Regions from separate parts of the Mus musculus genome. Here region 2 is linked to region 1. The links are chromatin contacts, called in public HiChIP or PLAC-seq maps. All regions are on one chromosome and are shown on one strand. Each heading gives the region's core, a stretch centred on a gene start, on an enhancer-like site or on the middle of the called end of the contact. The rest is flanking DNA. Distances are from core to core; before and after follow the strand shown. Region 1 overlaps Ganc (glucosidase, alpha; neutral C). Region 2 holds the start of Tmem62 (transmembrane protein 62).

Region 1 (5,604 bases), core at 2,161-4,660:
GTAAGTGAAGAAGAGAGTAATTACAAGTGAGCTAGAGTTAAAGCGAAAAAAGGTAAAAGTACAAAGCAAAGTGAAAATTACCTAAGAGGCAGGGCAGGCTCTGAATGGACAGAACTGACTTTGAGTGGGGAGGATAGAATTGGAAGCAAGGATCAATGAAAGACGCTTCTCCAAGGCAGTGACGACTAAGCTGAAGCCAGATGTGCCAGGGATTGAACACACAGCCTTGTGCATGTTATATAAGAACACACCCTCAACTATATCTCCAAGGGTTCTTGTTCCTGATATTCTTATTATCATCATTATCATTATTTACATTTGTAGGGTTCCACTCTTTAGAATGGAATTGATTCTTTGGGCCCCAATTTCTAGCCTTGCTTCTTGGGCTCCATTCCTAATACAATAAACTTCCACGCTTTAGATTGCACGGTTGATCCTCATTAAAGAAGCCCAGCTAGGTATTATAGCACATGCATGAAGTTTCAGAAATTTGGACCTTGATGAAGGGGATTACAAGTCCAAGGATAACCTGGGCTACAAAGCTACAAAGCCTTGTCTTAGGTGAAAAAAAAAGCAAACTAAAACAAGGTCTACTACTGCAATTCCATGTTTACTATAACCATCTGGTCTACTTTTTTTTTTTTTTTTTTTTTTGGTTTTTCGAGACAGGGTTTCTCTGTGTAGCCCTGGCTGTCCTGGAACTCACTTTGTAGACCAGGCTGGCCTCGAACTCAGAAATCCGCCTGCCTCCGCCTCCCGAGTGCTGGGATTAAAGGCGTGCACCACCACGCCCGGCTGGTCTACTTTCTTATACTTACCTTCCCTGTAGTAGTCTCACCAGACTTTAGAGGAGTGGGTCTCAAACAAAACTCTCAGATCATATTCATCAATACGACAGGTTTATTTAGTATTAATATGAATAATATGGTGAGGGCTACATTACAACAGAATAGAGCTACAGTTTCATTATTACAATTAAAACTTTGGGGCTGGTGAGATGGCTCAGCAGGTAAGAGCACCCGACTGCTCTTCTGAAGGTCCTGAGTTCAAGTCCCAGCAACCACATGGTGGCTCACAACCATCCTTAAGGAGATCTGACTGGTGTGTCTGAAGATAGCTGCAGTGTACTTACATATAATAAATAAATAAATATTAAAAAAAAACTTTGGTGAAGGGTGGCAGGGTGGAGCTTAGCTGTTGTAGTGATTGTCTAGCATGCATGCTACTCAGGGCTCCATCCCCAGCATCAATGTGGCGAGGCATATTTGTGATCGTAGCACCTGGGATCAGAAATCAACCTCATCCTTAGATACAGAGTAAGCTCCAGGCTAGCCTGGGCTAAATAAGACCCTGACTCAAAAAAAATTTGGTGATGGAATCTTTTTTATTTTTATTAGTTGTCTTTCTTGGGCCTAGGAGATTCTCACTAGAAAATATAATAACAACATAGTTACAGAATATATCACAAGTATAACTGACCTATAAATACTTACCCAGCATGTATTCATCTTCCACAGCAAAAGTCTCTAAGTCATCAGGATATTCGACCCACAGAGGCCTAGGAAAAGGAAACAGAATTTGCATTTAAAATATTGTTTTATTATTTTTGGTGTTAAATGTTTTGCTAGATTTTTAATGTTTTTTAGTATTATACCTCCCCAAAAGGAATTGGAAAATACAAAGAGCCAAGATTCTTTCTCCTATGACCAGAGAGTTTATGAGCAGTTGCTATGGTTACTTTACATTTATTATGTGAAAGAGCTTTCTATCAACTTGAATGTCCTAGTGGAATATTGAGACATCTCTTGTGTGCCACACTCCTGTCTGACTATTGAGTAACTACCTACCACTGCTGCAGGCAGAAACTAAGGCAAGTCTAAATGTGTAATGTTTCTTTCTTTCTTTTTCTTTTTTCGAGACAGGGTTTCTCTGTGTAGCCCTGGCTGTCCTGGAACTCACTCTGTAGACCAGGCTGGCCTCGAACTCAGAAATCTGCCTGCCTCTGCCTCCCAAGTGCTGGGACTAAAGGCGTGCACTACCACGCCCAGCTATGTGTAATGTTTCTGGTGTGAAGTAAATGTTGACAAAAAAAAATCACACTTTATTATAATGATAATTTGGTGCCACTTCTTGCAGCCAGTGACTTTCATGTATCATTTAATTATTATTTATTTAGATGAAAGGAACCGATTTTCCTTGCTTTCAAGCAGTTAACACTCTTGGGGAGGGTGAGAAATTGTCAAAATTTTAAATAGATGTTGCTTTATATGACCCATCCAGGAGGCATTGAGGTTCAGAGAAACAACAAAACCTTCGCTATCTGGGACTAGATAGTGACTTAGTGTTTCTATCCATCCTTTAATTTTATGAGGATGGTTTTATTTAAGTATGTGTGTACCCTTTGGGTACAAGTGCTTGCAGAGGCCAGAAGAGGGCACTGGAACCCTTGGAGCTGGAGTTCCAGCTGATTGTGAGCTACCAGACATGGGTGCTGGGAGCCAAAGTTAAGTCCTTTCCAAGAACACTCCAAGAGAGATTTTAACTGCTGAGCCATCTCTCTAGCACCAAGAAATTGATTTTTTTAATTTAATTAACTAACTAATTAATTAATTAATTAATTAATTTATTTATTTTTGGTTTTTCAAGACAGGGTTTCTCTGTATAGCCCTGGCTGTCCTGGAGCTCACTCTATAGACCAGGCTGGCCTCGAACTCAGAAATCCGCCTGCCTCTGCCTCCCGAGTGCTGGGATTAAAGACATGCGCCACCACGCCCGGCTTGAAATTTATTTTTTTTAATTTTAATTTTTTTTTAGACTTTTAAAATTATTTTATGTGTATGAGTGTTTTGCATGCAGGTATGTATGTGCACACATGCATGACTGGTACCTGTGGATGTCAGAAGAGGGCATTGGATCCCCCCCAGAACTGGAGTCAAATGTAGTTTGAGGCACCATGTGAGTGCTGGGAATTGAACTCAGGTTCTCAGAAAGAGCAACAAGTGCTTACCAGCTGAGCCAACTCTCCAGCCCAATAATTTTTAATAAATGAAACGTGTTATGTATTTACCAGCCTTTGCAACACTATATTCTGTTTCTACAGAACGGTAAGAAAGCAGGTGTCTCTAACCCTGGAGGATGACTAGAATTACCAGGAAACTCCTGGCCTCATGTAAGTTTAGGAACTGCCAACACATAATATTTCCATCTCTCAGGATAACGAGTACTTTAATCATGAGAAGTAGGAATCTAGTCAGAGGCAGCACCACAGGCAGCCCCACAACAGGAAATGAAGCTGACTGAAACCTGACTAAACACACAGCTTTTGTTCTCCTTTCCCAGGCCCTGGTCACTGAGGGGATCTATGGGTTGGCTGCTGGAGCTCCTGATAAGGGTGCCCTGTTACCTCATGACGGGCTGAGAAGACACGTGCGTGTGGTAGAACAGAGAATACAGATAGGGCAGGAGGGCGTAGCGCTGCCTGATGGCTTCCCGGATCAGCTGAGTGTATTCTTCCCCAAACAGCCAGGGTTCTCGTCGCTTGGTGTTCATGGTGGCATGGCCTCGGAAGAAGGGCTGGTAAGCTCCAGCCTGGTACCAACGCACAAGCAGCTCTGCCTCAGGATTGCCAATGAAGCCACCCACATCAGCTGGTTACACAGACAAAGACCAGATGAAGAAACCACACTCGTAACCAATAATGTGCTAAGGAAAAATAAGGCCTCGAAAAAAGAGAGGAGACACTATGTGCATACTAAACTCGACAGGCAAACCTATGGCCTCAAATAGGGGAGTCTGAGCCCTGAACACCAGCCAGTGATCTCGAAGAATGCTCTGTGATTTCTTCTTTCCTTCTTTCTTTTTTGTCAAAAGGTCACAGGCTTTTCAGTAAGAGCAGTTGTCCTATGTGTTCTGGATCTTCCATTACTCGGAAATTACAGCCTCCCTGGTTAGGAGTGTGTCTGTGCACTGAAGGAAAGGTGGCTGGTAATGTATTTCTTTTGAAAAGAAAAGCTAAAATATTATCAACCACAGAGCAGCAGTCAACAGCTTTGGGGGTTTAGGTAGAATTTTCTGCTCACCCCGTGGGCAGGACATGTATTTCTTGCCTGTGGACCAATGTTATGAAGACACGTATATCCAAAAAAGTGTTATTAATTTGTTTTTATTCTTGTAGAAGATAAAAAATCAATCAGACCTGCATCTAGAATATACTGGAGGCAGTATATTCTGAGCACCTTCATGTTGGTAACATTTATTGGCATTGGATTCTCAGGATGAGGGATGGCAAGCCACCAGACATGTATTTTAACTACATCTTTTCTAAGAACACATCTTTTGTGTGTGTATATGTGTGTGTGTGTGTGTGTGTGTGTGTGTGTGTGTGTGTGTGTGTTCATGTGTGAGGAGGCACATGGAGGCCACAACCTGACTTCAGTGTCTTCCTCAGTCACTCTTTTATTATCTTTTGAGACAAGTTGTCTCATTGAACCTGAAGTGTATTGATTGTCTAGACTGGCTTGTTAGCAAGCAACAGGAATCCTCCTGTCTTGGCCTCCCCAGCTCTGGGATCACAGGCATGTGCCATTGCATCTGGCTCTTTTACAGGAGTGCTGGGGTTCAGAACTGAGGTCCTCATGTTTGTGTAGCAAGCACTTTACTGACTGAGCCATCTCCATAGTCTGTCTGGTTTAGACAGAGTCTAGCCAGACCTCAGAGGATCTAGTAGCTCAAGAAAACCTTGAAACCTTTGATCTTTCTATTTCCACATCCCGGTCTGGATCATAGGTATGTGCAATCATGCATGTTTTTATGTGGGGCTGGGGATCAAACTGAGGGCTTCTTGTGAGCTAGGTAAGCCTTGGAGCAACTGAGCACATCTTTTTTTTTTTTTAAATTAGATCTTTTCTTTATAATCATTTCAAATGCTATCCCGAAAGTTCCCTATACCCTCCCTCCACCCTGCTCCCCTACCCACCCACTCCCGCTTCTTGGCCCTGGCATTCCCCTGTATTGGGACATATAAAGTTTGCAATACCAAGGGGCCTCTCTTCCCAGTGATGGCTGACTAGGCCATCTGAGCACATCTTAAAGAAGAAAAAGTTAAATCATGCTACAGAATCTTACATCTACTGAGCACAAAATATCTGTAAGGCTGATTCTCTTATTCCCTTGGCTACCCTGCTGCCTGTCACACCCCAGGCCTTGAGCATGCTAGGCTAGCACTCTACTGAGCTAGGTTGGCTTTGGTTTGCCAAGTTGGCTGCAGTGCTCTCATGTTTCTGGAACACTCAGTTACTGTGTCTCTGGAGGCAGTGCTGAGGGGACGAAACATCCTCCACCTGACTTTATGCCCTCAGCTCAGACAAGATATGTGTAAGATTTAAACAAACAAACAAACAAACAAACAAACAAACAAACAACCCAAGCAAACAGAATCTTGCTATGTAGACCCAGCTGTCCTGCAGCTTGCTATGTAGACCAGGATGGCCCCAAATTTGTAGAGATGCTCTTATCTCTGCCTTTAGAAGGCTGGATTAAAGGTGTGCACCACCACACCAGACTGTGCAGTAGGTTTTAAAATGGCACTTCTGCTCTCCTCCCATT
Region 2 (5,329 bases), core at 2,370-4,869, 530 kb before region 1:
CATACATACACACACCACACACTCATTTTCTAAATTATCCAAAGCTCTTTCTACAGAAATTTCATCTGTTAGAAGTGAGTTTATCCATTTATTGAATGGACTGTCCCCTTCTTTTGATAGACTCTTTTGATCTCGTAGTCTGTCTTGTGGTCATTTAGATACCTGTAATAATTGGCGATGCTCTCCAGACTTGGGATGTTATATGCATCTAAAAGAAGAAAAGCAAACATGTATCACTTTCTATAACACATTAAATGGCAAGGTGTCAACCAACTGCACACTTTAAAAGCAGTAACTTTACTGACTGAGCATACCGGAGAATAGTAGGCACATTGTAATTTTGTTCAGAAGAAATCAGTTTGAAAGTTCTAAGAGTAGACTGTTGTTTCTGCTTGCCTGAAACTTTCTAGGTGGCTCATGTTGGCCTCAAACTTGTTTATCCTGCCTTGACCTCCCTTGAGCTGGGAGGATAGGCATGTGTTACCATACCTGTCTTGTTGCTGCTGTTTTAATCATGGGATTATAGAGTCAGAAAGAAACAAATCTATACAACCGTAACAAGTGCTTCTACACAGAGTCTCTAGTCAGGCTGGCCTGGAACTCCCTCTGCCAGAGAGAATGACCTTGAATCTGTTTGTGGTACTCTTGCCTCTACCTCAGGAATGCTGCCACATCCAGTATGCAGTTTTAGGGACCAAGCCAAATGACTCATGCATACTAGGCAAGCACTCTACCAACTAAGCTATAATCTCAGTACTATGGCCTTTGACAAATACACAGTTATATATTTAAGACCACAATCAAAATAGCAGTTCAATCATATCCCAAATCTTTAAAGTCAGTTTCTCCTTCTATTTCTACCTCTGGCAACCACAACCTGTCTTTCTGCCTATAGTTTTTATCTTTTCTTGAATGTCATATAAATGGAATCATACAACAGGAAAATGTAGATGGAGTTTCTTTTTTTTTTAACACATATAGGGGTGTTTCTATTTTATTTATTTATTTTACCCATTTTAAACATTTTCCCACAAGAATTTCTGAAGAACACTTTCTCCCATGTAAAGAAGAAAACACTATATCAACTTTCACTGGAAAGGCCAACAATGACATCTCCATCTCAATGTTCTTTGTTTTTTGTTTTTTTTTTTTTTTTGTTTTGTTTTGTTTTTTGAGACAGGGGCTTTGCTATGCAGCCTAGCTGACCTGGAACTAGTCTGGCCCCAAACTCACAGAGCTCTACCTGTCTCTGATGTCTTAATATCGTATTTTATAGCTGCACATAAGAGATTTGGCCTTCACTATGTCCAAATTTATGTTACAATTTTCCATTTTATAACTCTATAATCTAAACTAGAAAAATCTATATTTTTGAAGGAAGCTATATTCTATTCTGCTCTTGGCAGATTTACCATGATTTCCTTTGATATCCAGCCACTTGGTTTTTTCCATGACTCTTGTCTTTTTCAGAATTCTCTGGTAAGTTTGCCATTCTACTTCATGTTGTCTGGATCCCAAGTGTTCCTTTGTTTTGGCATCTGTCAGGTCTCCTGTGGGTTTACACAGAATGGACTTGAAATGTAAAATAAACTCCAGGGGACTCAAACAAGCATGTTCAACACAAATTTGTAAACTATTCAGCACGAATACAAAAATCAATTGAGTCCACATATGTCCAAAGCAAACCATTTAAGCCATTTAAACTAACAAGATTATCTCAGCAAGGGTATTGTTATTATAGGTTAACAAGTGTTTGTGTAGTCTATAGCGATATTAGGAGTGAGTTGTGGGGGGAGGGGAATGACTTAAAGAGCCCACTACAATGGCCTAGAGAGATGGCTGCTCTTCCTGAGGTCCTGAGTTCAATTCCCTATAACCACATAATGACTCACAACAATTTATAATGAGATCTAGTGCCCTCTTCTGGCATGCAGGCAGAACATGATATACATAATAAGGAGAGAGAGAGAGAGAGAGAGAGAGAGAGAGAGAGAGAGAGAGAGAGAGAGAGAGAGAGAGAGAGAGAGAGAGAGAGAGAGAGAGAGAGAGAGAGAGAGGGAGAGAGGGAGAGGGAGAGAGAGAAAAGAGACACAGTACAAAATTCAATGAAACTCCTTTGTGTGATGTTGCAACATTGTAGCAAGTGCCTATTACCTATTGCAACAGTTGTTTTCCAACCCCTAAACCAGGATTTATGCTGTGACCAAGCATTATTTCAGAGCAAAAAACAATCTAGTTTGACCAATGAAATGCTAAAGTTTCTAGGAAGTAAACAGAACACCTGAAGCAGGGACTTATTCATTATCTGAGGACAGATACTTCATCTTAGTAAGAGACATGTTTCAGAAGGGTGAGTGACAGCCGAGCCACCCAAAAAACAGAACACAGAACACAACTCTTTGGAGCTTTTCCTACCCAACCTTTGGGCTCACACGTGCACAGGTTTGAAGAGTCCTCAAACAACTGAAAACATAACCTCCTTGTACAGAAAAATATAAGTCAGCAAAGGAGAGCTTTTGATTCCCGGTTATAGGGCACCCCCTAATATTCAAATTCATCAGGACATCATCACCATCAATACACGCGCACGTGCGCACACACCCACACATAAACACACACACACACAACACAAATATGGCAGACAACATCTGGTCGTAAGCATCACAAGCCTTATTCCTACTGAGAAAAACCTTGAGATGGCAAAGCATTTAGCCTGGATCCTGACTCCATTATCCACCACTTCAAAGGGCTCACTGACGGTCTAGGGCCAGAGTTGCCAACACCCTCAAGCGAATAGCTGCTGCCCATTCTACCATCAGGACCATAGAACACCACCACCGCACCGCACACAGCACAGGAATCCTTCCTACCAGTGGCCAGGACAAGAGCCGGTTGAATGATGTCAATAGTTTCCGAACAGAACTTCTCTAAGGCCAGCGCTCTGCCTGGATCTTGAAATCTGCTCAGGTGAATGTCGGATATCTGTCAAAAGCAGGCATTGGACAGACACGTTATCTGAGTCAGGAAGAGCCGCACCGACACGGGTGGCCCGTCAGCTCTCGGGGAGCGGAAGGGAAAGAAAAAGATGCCCTAACGAACCCCGGGGAAGGAGAGCCGAGCCTCCCGGCGGACTGCGACCGAGGCCCCCTGCTGGGCGAGCCCGCCCCGCGCTGTGCCCTCCCCTGGCCTCCCGCCACTTCACCTGCAGCCCCCAGAAGATGTTGTTGGCTTCCGAGCCCGGGGCGGGGTGCGGCCTCTGGGAGCCTCTGGGCTTCGGCAGCGGCGTAGTCGGCCCAGCCAGGCCGTAGTGCTCCAACAGCAGGGCGGCCACCGCGGCCGCCGCCAGCCCTGCCACCACCCGGACCGCCAGCATTCTCGCCATCTCGGCGCAGCCCCGGAGCGCTCCGGCCCGCACTTCCGGCCTCTGTGGCCTCCCGCCGCCTCCGCAACTCGCCTCAGCCCAGGCCTCCGCGCCGCGGCAGCCCGGTTGCCCGGCGTTTGACAACCTAGTGAGGACCAGGAAGAGCCAAGCGAGGGGGTGGCAGGGAGGCAGCTCGCCACCTGGCTCCACCAGGGTCTGGCATCCCTGACCGTGGTGCGACCTCAGCACCTGTAAAGCGAAGTTAATGACACCTTGCGTGCGTGCGGGGTGCTTGTGAGAATCAAAGTGAGTATCAGGACGCCTCTTAAAGTACAAATGCGACGGGCGGCTCACTCTGGCTCCTTCACGAATAACATAACCCCACAGGATTCCTTATCTTGTGGAAATTATCTTTTTCCTTAATCTGATTTTATATGTACTTGTTATGGTATTGTGGCACTGTAGTATACTTGTAAATTAACTTTTTCTATTGCCTGAAGCAGAATTAGAGTCTAGTCGTGGCCTTAATTTATCAAACCTACTTCTTTATTGTTGGCTTTCAACTCTTTAATATGTGTTGCTATTAAGAATAAACATTTTTATACAAATCGTGCTTTAAACAATATTTCCTTGGGATATATTGTCAGTGTTGTAATTTTTCAATCAGTTCAACATCTCTGGACTGTAATAAGCCATTGATGCAAACAGAAAACATAAGGGAGCATTTCCAGTGTGGTTCCCAGCACCTACATTAGAAGGCTTCTGACCACAAGCGCCAGGGAATACAACGCCCCCTTCTGTTCTCTATAGAGAATGCACTGGGTTGCATAAACCCACTTTCAGACACACATATAATTAGTACAAAAATAAAATATTTTTAGGTGGGTGTGATGGCACACACTTTTAATGCCAGCATTTGGGAAACAAACGCAGGAAGATTTCTGTGAGTTCGAGGCCAGCTTGGTCTACATAATGAGTTTCAGGACAGCTGGGACTATGTAGAGAGACCCTATCCCCCCAAAAAATTAATTACAATTTTTAAAAAGATTTACATGTTGATTTTATGTATGTGAGTACACAGTCACCCTCTTCAGACTCACCAGAAGAGGGCATCCGATCCCATTACAGATGGTTGTGAGCCACCATGTGGTTATGGGAATTGAACTCAGGATCTCTGGAAGGGCAGTCAGGGCTCTTAACTGCTGAGCCATCTCTCCAGCCCCTACAAAATATTTTTTAGAATCTTTATTGTTATCATATGGGTATGAGTATCTTGCCTGCATGTATGTCTGTGTACCATGTGTGTGAATTGCCCATGGAGGACAGAAGAGGGCACTGAATCCCTTCGCACTGGAGTTGCAGACTGTTGTGAAGGACTATGTAAGTGCTGAGAGCGGAATCTCAATCCTCTGTAAGAGCCACAAGTACTCTTAACCACTGAGGCACTTCTTCAGCCCTTAAAAATAAAATGTTAAAAAAATTTAACTGTAAAAGGAAAATAAAGATACTAGAAACAATTCACAATACAAACCTTTAAAATAAGCCAAGCTTAGTGGCTCAAGCCTTTAATTCAGCACATGGAGACAGAGACAGGATGATCTCTGAGTTAGAGGCCAGTCAAGGCTACATAATGAGATTCTGTCTCAAATAAAACAAAATTTTAAAAATCTTTAAAATGACACACACAACAGAATATCATACAATAACTAAAGTAAATTTGAAGAAAAATGTATGGGGTAAAAGTGTGTTAATAACAGGCTAATAAACTTCCTAAGATTTATAGTATGACACACTTAAGGCCAAGGACAGACCAATGCAAGAGCATAGAAGTGTAAGACTATATAGTATGTTTGTGGGAAATGTGAATAAACTTTAAGGTCAGAGATAACAATGGAGGTTAGGCTGACAAAAACATTTCAGGGTAGATTTCAGAAGAGATTTGTGTGGCATGCAAATTAAATTTCATAC

The links. HiChIP or PLAC-seq counts read pairs in DNA pulled down with a chosen protein or histone mark.
Region 2: an H3K4me3 HiChIP or PLAC-seq map of bone marrow-derived macrophages shows a contact between it and region 1, with 3 times the contacts expected there. The contact joins the promoter of Tmem62 here to the enhancer-like site in region 1. A contact is called at or near these places in 9 of 39 promoter capture datasets (the 3T3-L1 cell line, the C10 cell line, embryonic stem cells and 5 more) and 7 of 115 datasets of contacts at active chromatin or transcription factors (the NIH/3T3 cell line, bone marrow-derived macrophages, embryonic limb bud and 3 more).

What each region holds. Positions count from the first base shown.
Region 1 is chr2:120,444,342-120,449,945 of GRCm38.p6, reverse strand. Ganc (glucosidase, alpha; neutral C) reads right to left here. Exons shown (of 24, transcript NM_172672.2): 17 at 3,404-3,647; 18 at 1,494-1,558. Among named protein-coding and RNA genes, the nearest start is that of Capn3, 16 kb to the left of the region's middle. Within about 2 kb of position 3,410, at least 49 of the 459 cell types and tissues checked have an H3K27ac peak or open chromatin away from gene starts, as enhancers often do. A contact at or near this core is called in bone marrow-derived macrophages, where this site is marked.
Region 2 is chr2:120,975,352-120,980,680 of GRCm38.p6, reverse strand. Tmem62 (transmembrane protein 62) reads right to left here and starts at 3,619. Exons shown (of 14, transcript NM_175285.3): 1 at 3,203-3,619; 2 at 2,871-2,982; 3 at 1,413-1,550; 4 at 163-208. The coding sequence starts at 3,382.